Regions from separate parts of the Zea mays genome. Here region 1 is linked to region 2. The links are chromatin contacts, called in public Hi-C maps. All regions are on one chromosome and are shown on one strand. Each heading gives the region's core, a stretch centred on a gene start, on an enhancer-like site or on the middle of the called end of the contact. The rest is flanking DNA. Distances are from core to core; before and after follow the strand shown. Region 1 holds the start of LOC103643208 (probable rhamnogalacturonate lyase B). Region 2 holds the start of LOC100191844 (Transmembrane 9 superfamily member 9).

Region 1 (2,700 bases), core at 51-2,550, 160 kb before region 2:
AAAGTTGTTCTTGTATGTTTAAAGCAAATCTTCAAGAAATTGGTCAGAGATCGATGTATCGCCTTGCCTTACCTCCATTCAAAATTTAGGAAAAAAAAACACAAACCATTTTTTTGAAGTACAGTAAACAATTAGATAGTACTGTATCAAATTATTAGGCTATGTGCGGTGAACACTGATAGACAATGTGTAGGTAACAATACTAATACTTACAACACAGGCAACGACAGTCGTTGCCTACAACACAATAGGTTGCCCCATTATTCAGGTAACTGAAGCATCAGTTATGCCCTGTGCCTCAAGCCAGCTCGATGGAACGGGGGCGGCTGTGCCCAGCGTGGTGGTGGTAGTGGTGGTGCCCTGTCCGGCGTCTCCGATCTGACGGAGATGATTTAGCTCCGTGGCGTCTCCCAACCTTTTCGCCTCCCGATTGCCCGTCGAGACGAGAAGACGGCGGCACGCGCTAGGCGCGGCAGCTGCTCGCTTCCACGTGTCCATGCCGCTGGCGGCTGGCTATAGACGGCCGTGCGCGCACCACCGTGCGTATTATAGTATAAAATAATGTAGTGCTCGGGTTAGTATCTGTCTATCTGATATTGTTCTGATTAGTTTGTCAGTCATTGCTGAACGATGCATGATGTTTGCAAGGGCACCTACTAGTCTACCAATACTACTTTAATCAAGAATTCCAACAACCCGTCGCAGTGGGCTTAAACAATCATTGTCAAATCTAGCTGGAAAAAAAAAAGAAGAAAAAGTTTCGTCGTTGTATGCTGTAGATCGGGGACGGAGACGGAGCCAGAAAAGTTTAAGATAGACTAAACTGCAGTATAGAAGTCCCTTCTATATTATATTGTGTATATTTTAGATTAGAGAGATCTCTAGTAAGATTCCATGAGATCGAAAGATCGAGGTAGAGGACTCGAGCCACACCTGCTCCACCGCTGCATTCGTCTCTGCTGCAGATGTTCCTATTCTTTGAGTTGCACTCATCCAAATCAGGCTTTGTTCGGTTATTCCCAATACACATGGATTGAATGGAATTGAAAAAATTCTTAAGAAATTTGATTTGTTTGGGATTCAAACCTATCCAATCCCACTCAATCCACATGGATTGAGAGCTAACCGAACAAGCCCTCAAATGGAACTAACTCATGACTGCATGATGGTGCATTGGTGCCCAAATCTAAATCTGGGCTGGAAGCCATTGCTGACACTTTTGACCAGCCGAACATTAGGCACTCACAGCCACAGATGAAACAAGGCTCCTTGAAGGCGGCAGGTTCGGACGCTTTCGGTGCAGCCACAACCCCACGAGCCACTCAGACACTTTCCATTTTTCTTCGCTATTCCTGCAGCTGACAGCAAACATTCACAGGTGTGCACTGCCTGCCTGCCGACTAGACCAACCAACTACCAAGAATTAAAAGACGCGGCCGAGCGAGCGAGGGCCGGGGGGCTAGGACGCCGGCCATTGCCGCCCTCCTCTTCTCGCTCCATCCCCATCTTCGCCTCCTCCTCCTCCTCCTTGGCTTCAACTCCACTCCTCGCACGCTTGCTTGCTTTCCAAACCAAGGGATAACGGATAACATAACCGCCGCCCGTCTAAGCGCTTCCACCACCACCACGTACTACGCCGCCCATCCCAACTGCACTGCACTGCACCCAGCAACAGCCAACAGGGGTAGTGGAAAGACGAAAGGACTCGCTGATCTGCCCATCATCCATCCAATCCATATGGAGAAGCTTAGGTACTACTCCTCCTCCTGCTCCTGTTGTTGATGCCAGTCATATTCCATTTAGCAATGCCGCCATTACGAGCGGCTCCTAGATTTCTCACCCAGTTCCTCCCTATATGGCTATATATATACACACACACATTCACGCATCCCTCATCTGCCTGTCTGTCTGGTGGTCTCAAAACCTGCATCAGGAGCCTCTGTGCCTGCTGCATGGGCCCTCCGCGGCCGGCCTCGCCGGCCTGTGCCACCGCCGGCGTCACGGTCAAGGTCAGCGACAGATACGTGAGTAGTCCCCATCTCCGCCCCGCATTTTCTTCGTTGCGCGGTGTTTGACGTGTCTGTCTCACTCACCCGCGCGCGTCGTTCTTCCGCCACGTGGATGGGGGACACGCTGATCCGGCCGTCCGGGCGCAAACCGCACGCGCAGGTCGAGATCAAAAACGGCATCTTTGACCTGACGCTGTCCAACCCGGACGGGATCGTCACCGGCGTGCGCTACAACGGCGTGGACAATCTCATGGAGATTCTCAACAAGGAAGACAACCGAGGGTACCGTTTCTGAATTATTATTATTATTATTATTTTTGCTTCCTCTGCCCCTGTCCTTTCATCACTTTATTATTCTTCATCAGTGTGACCTTTTTTTTGGTGTCTGGCTTTGGTTAGTTCAAGAGACTGCTGATAATTGGATCATGGCACAGTTTAAATATACGTTTTCTTATTCACTTTATTAGCATTTGTGTTGTTTATAAATTAAAGAAATGCATAATACATATTGGAGCACAGAATTAGGAATTGGAATCAGCTTTCTACAATGCTATTGTTTGGTTGCATATAGAATCGAGATTTGAAATCAGAGACCCAATTCATTTCCTGGAATTGGACTATAACTAAAATCTCCCTCTCTCAATACGGAGCATCACCCCTCTGTGTTGCGTGTAATTGGACCACACAATTC
Region 2 (2,700 bases), core at 159-2,658:
TTAGAAACATACCTTTACTTGTGATTTGCACTTTGTTCATCCATGGGCATAGATTCACATTTAAGCACTTGTGTTGGCACTCAATCACCAAAATACTTAGAAATGGCCCAAAGGCACATTTCCCTTTCAATTAACCCACTACTATCCTGAATTGTCATGTGATCTGTATCATGTATTCATGAAAAATGCATTTTATGCTACAAGCACTTGTGGTTTTGCTAACTATATCCAGTTATGCAATCCATAGTCCTTTGTAACAGTACATGATTATGCCAAACAAGACATTAGTTGAATGATATGTTCAAACTATTCAAATGTTTTTCTCTTTGTAACAGTTTGTGATGTTGGAATGATATGTTCCATCCACAGTCCTTTGTCTCGGATGGATTTCTTTGTCTTGTCTCTTAAGTATAGTGTATTTCTGACTATCATTTGTCAATTTTGTTGACTTTTATGCTCATAACTTGAGAAACTTTTATTATAAGTGTACATTGTGTTTTATTTTTTTAATGTTGTTTGACTGATTACTGCAAGGAATCTTGTGTAGGTATTGAATATGCTTGCTTGATGGATTGAAGATCCAAACTCGAATACCTTCTAACTTCATAAGTTCATATCCAACGAGTCTGATTACTTGTGGCTTGCTGAAGATGGCATGAAGATGCAGGTGATTATTGCTTGTTCTGTGGCTTCTTTCCTTTTACTTAGTTAACTTCCTATTAGGCAGCTATTGCACCGCAAACCTGTCAACATAGAAAGAGGCTTGTTCTGTAAAACTACTAATCCAGGACTCGTGAGAACAAGAAAGCAAGGATGCCATGGATACAATATTTGTGTGGCAACAATATTAGACATTGTACTCTTTTCTTTTCAAATTATAACCATTCTCTTCTTTTTAAATTATAAGTCGTTCCAATATTTTTAGATATATAACAAAAACTATACATTTGAATAGTATGTCTAGAGCATGTATACTTGAGTGACCAATGAGCATTGAATTTGACTGCATATGATGGATTTAGGATTTATTCGATGTGTAATACTTTTAAGGTATGTAAAATTTTTTAGTTTTTAAAAGATGTTTACAAGAACATAAAATGTCAGTTAGTATTTTTTGAATTTTAATGTATCTTATATTAGAATATGTTCATTGCGTAGCAACGCACGGACATTCACCTGGTTACGATAATAATTCAGGAAGGTAGAATAGACTTTTTCCATTTTCAATAGAGTGAGCTGTCGGGTGGAGAGGGCTCTGGCCCAAAGCCCATTTGACTTCCCTTGAAACGCAAGCCCATTCAGTGGATAGGCCCGTTCACCATTTCTCATCGTTCAATTCAGAGTCTGACATATCAGAGAAGGGCCACAGCACAGAGAGTGACTGTCTGCCAGCGCCAGACTGCCAGTGGACTGCGAGGGAGCGCCTCCGCCTCAGATCCAACCCCACCGATGCGAGCTCCGGCGATGCTCCGCTGGGCCGCGGCGGCGCTCGCCGCGCTCCTCGCCGCCTCACCGGCCGCCGCGTTCTATCTACCCGGCGTGGCGCCCAACGACTTCCATAAGGTCCAAATTCCCTTCGCTTATTCCCACCTTCCTTGTAACGTAACGGTTCTCCCCATCCTTTCGCGCTGGATCTCGACGGCCAGATCCATAGTTTGGTGTTTATCGAGTTGGATGCGAGCGGTGGTGTTTGGGATCTCGGGGTCCTGCTGCTCTCGCTCGCTCCCTTACTCTTACTCTTACTCGTGCCGTTGCGGGTGGCACACGCTGTTCTCTCACCTGACATCATAATCGTTGGCGCTTCTGTGCGCAGTTGTGTAGTCTGACGAATTGCGTGCTTGTCGTTTCATTTCTGCACGGTGCTGCTCAGTGCTAATGACGCACCACCACTTCAATTGCTCCCTGACATTTGATCGGATGCATTTGGAATTCGAGACTAATGGCATTCACTTTTGGCCAGGTCCCTGCTTCAAATCTCAATGTTGAGGCAAAAGCGTTTTCCCCTTAGCGATGATAAATAATCGAAGACATTATAGTTGGTCTAAAGTTTGTGTAATGTTATTGAATCGTATATTTGAACTTTAAATAAGAAAATTGTGCGGTGAGTATGCCACGGTATGTGTTCAAAATGCGCAGAGCACACAACAATCTGCACCCAGATGTACTCAAATCTGTACTCACTTGTATTCAAGATGTGCAGTTCTTCATTTTTTTGTACATACATCAAATGCTCCATTTGATCTCAGAAGGTAAATTTCATGTTTCATTGTATACATGATACTTATAGTTTGAACTTGGCAGCTGCAGATGATATTTTCTTGACAATAAGCTGTTGTCACGCAAACCATTCTCCGTTCTGTTTCTCTTGTTTCTGGTTGCTTCGTGTAACATGTGAATCCACCCTACTCTCTGACAGTCATATGTGCCCATGCATAACGCTAGCTGATTCAATGAATGATGACAACACATTATTTTCAGATCCTTAAAAAGCATGTATGTGTCCTAGTAGTTGCGTTTACAGAAAAGAATGTCAAATTGTGTATGTTTCAATCGTTTGAGCTACGGGGATGATCAGAGAATTACATTTCCTTCTTAAATCATAGCCTTTTATTTTACTGAAATATGTGTTGTGTGTTCTAATTGGTTCATACATAATTTTCTGCAGAAAGATCCACTTTTGGTGAAGGTGAATAAGCTGAC

Evidence for each region. A called contact is a pair of places that touch in the nucleus more often than the background predicts.
Region 1: a contact with region 2 is called in a Hi-C map of ear, with 3 times the contacts expected there. The contact joins the promoter of LOC103643208 here to the promoter of LOC100191844 in region 2. A contact is called at or near these places in 2 of 25 Hi-C or Micro-C datasets (ear and leaf).

What each region holds. Positions count from the first base shown.
Region 1 is chr1:210,799,638-210,802,337 of Zm-B73-REFERENCE-NAM-5.0, reverse strand. It overlaps LOC103643208 (probable rhamnogalacturonate lyase B), which reads left to right and starts at 1,300. Exons shown (of 16, transcript XM_008666357.3): 1 at 1,300-1,751; 2 at 1,934-2,024; 3 at 2,170-2,291. The coding sequence starts at 1,738.
Region 2 is chr1:210,641,058-210,643,757 of Zm-B73-REFERENCE-NAM-5.0, reverse strand. It overlaps LOC100191844 (Transmembrane 9 superfamily member 9), which reads left to right and starts at 1,408. Exons shown (of 7, transcript NM_001137268.1): 1 at 1,408-1,563; 2 at 2,666-2,700. The coding sequence starts at 1,450.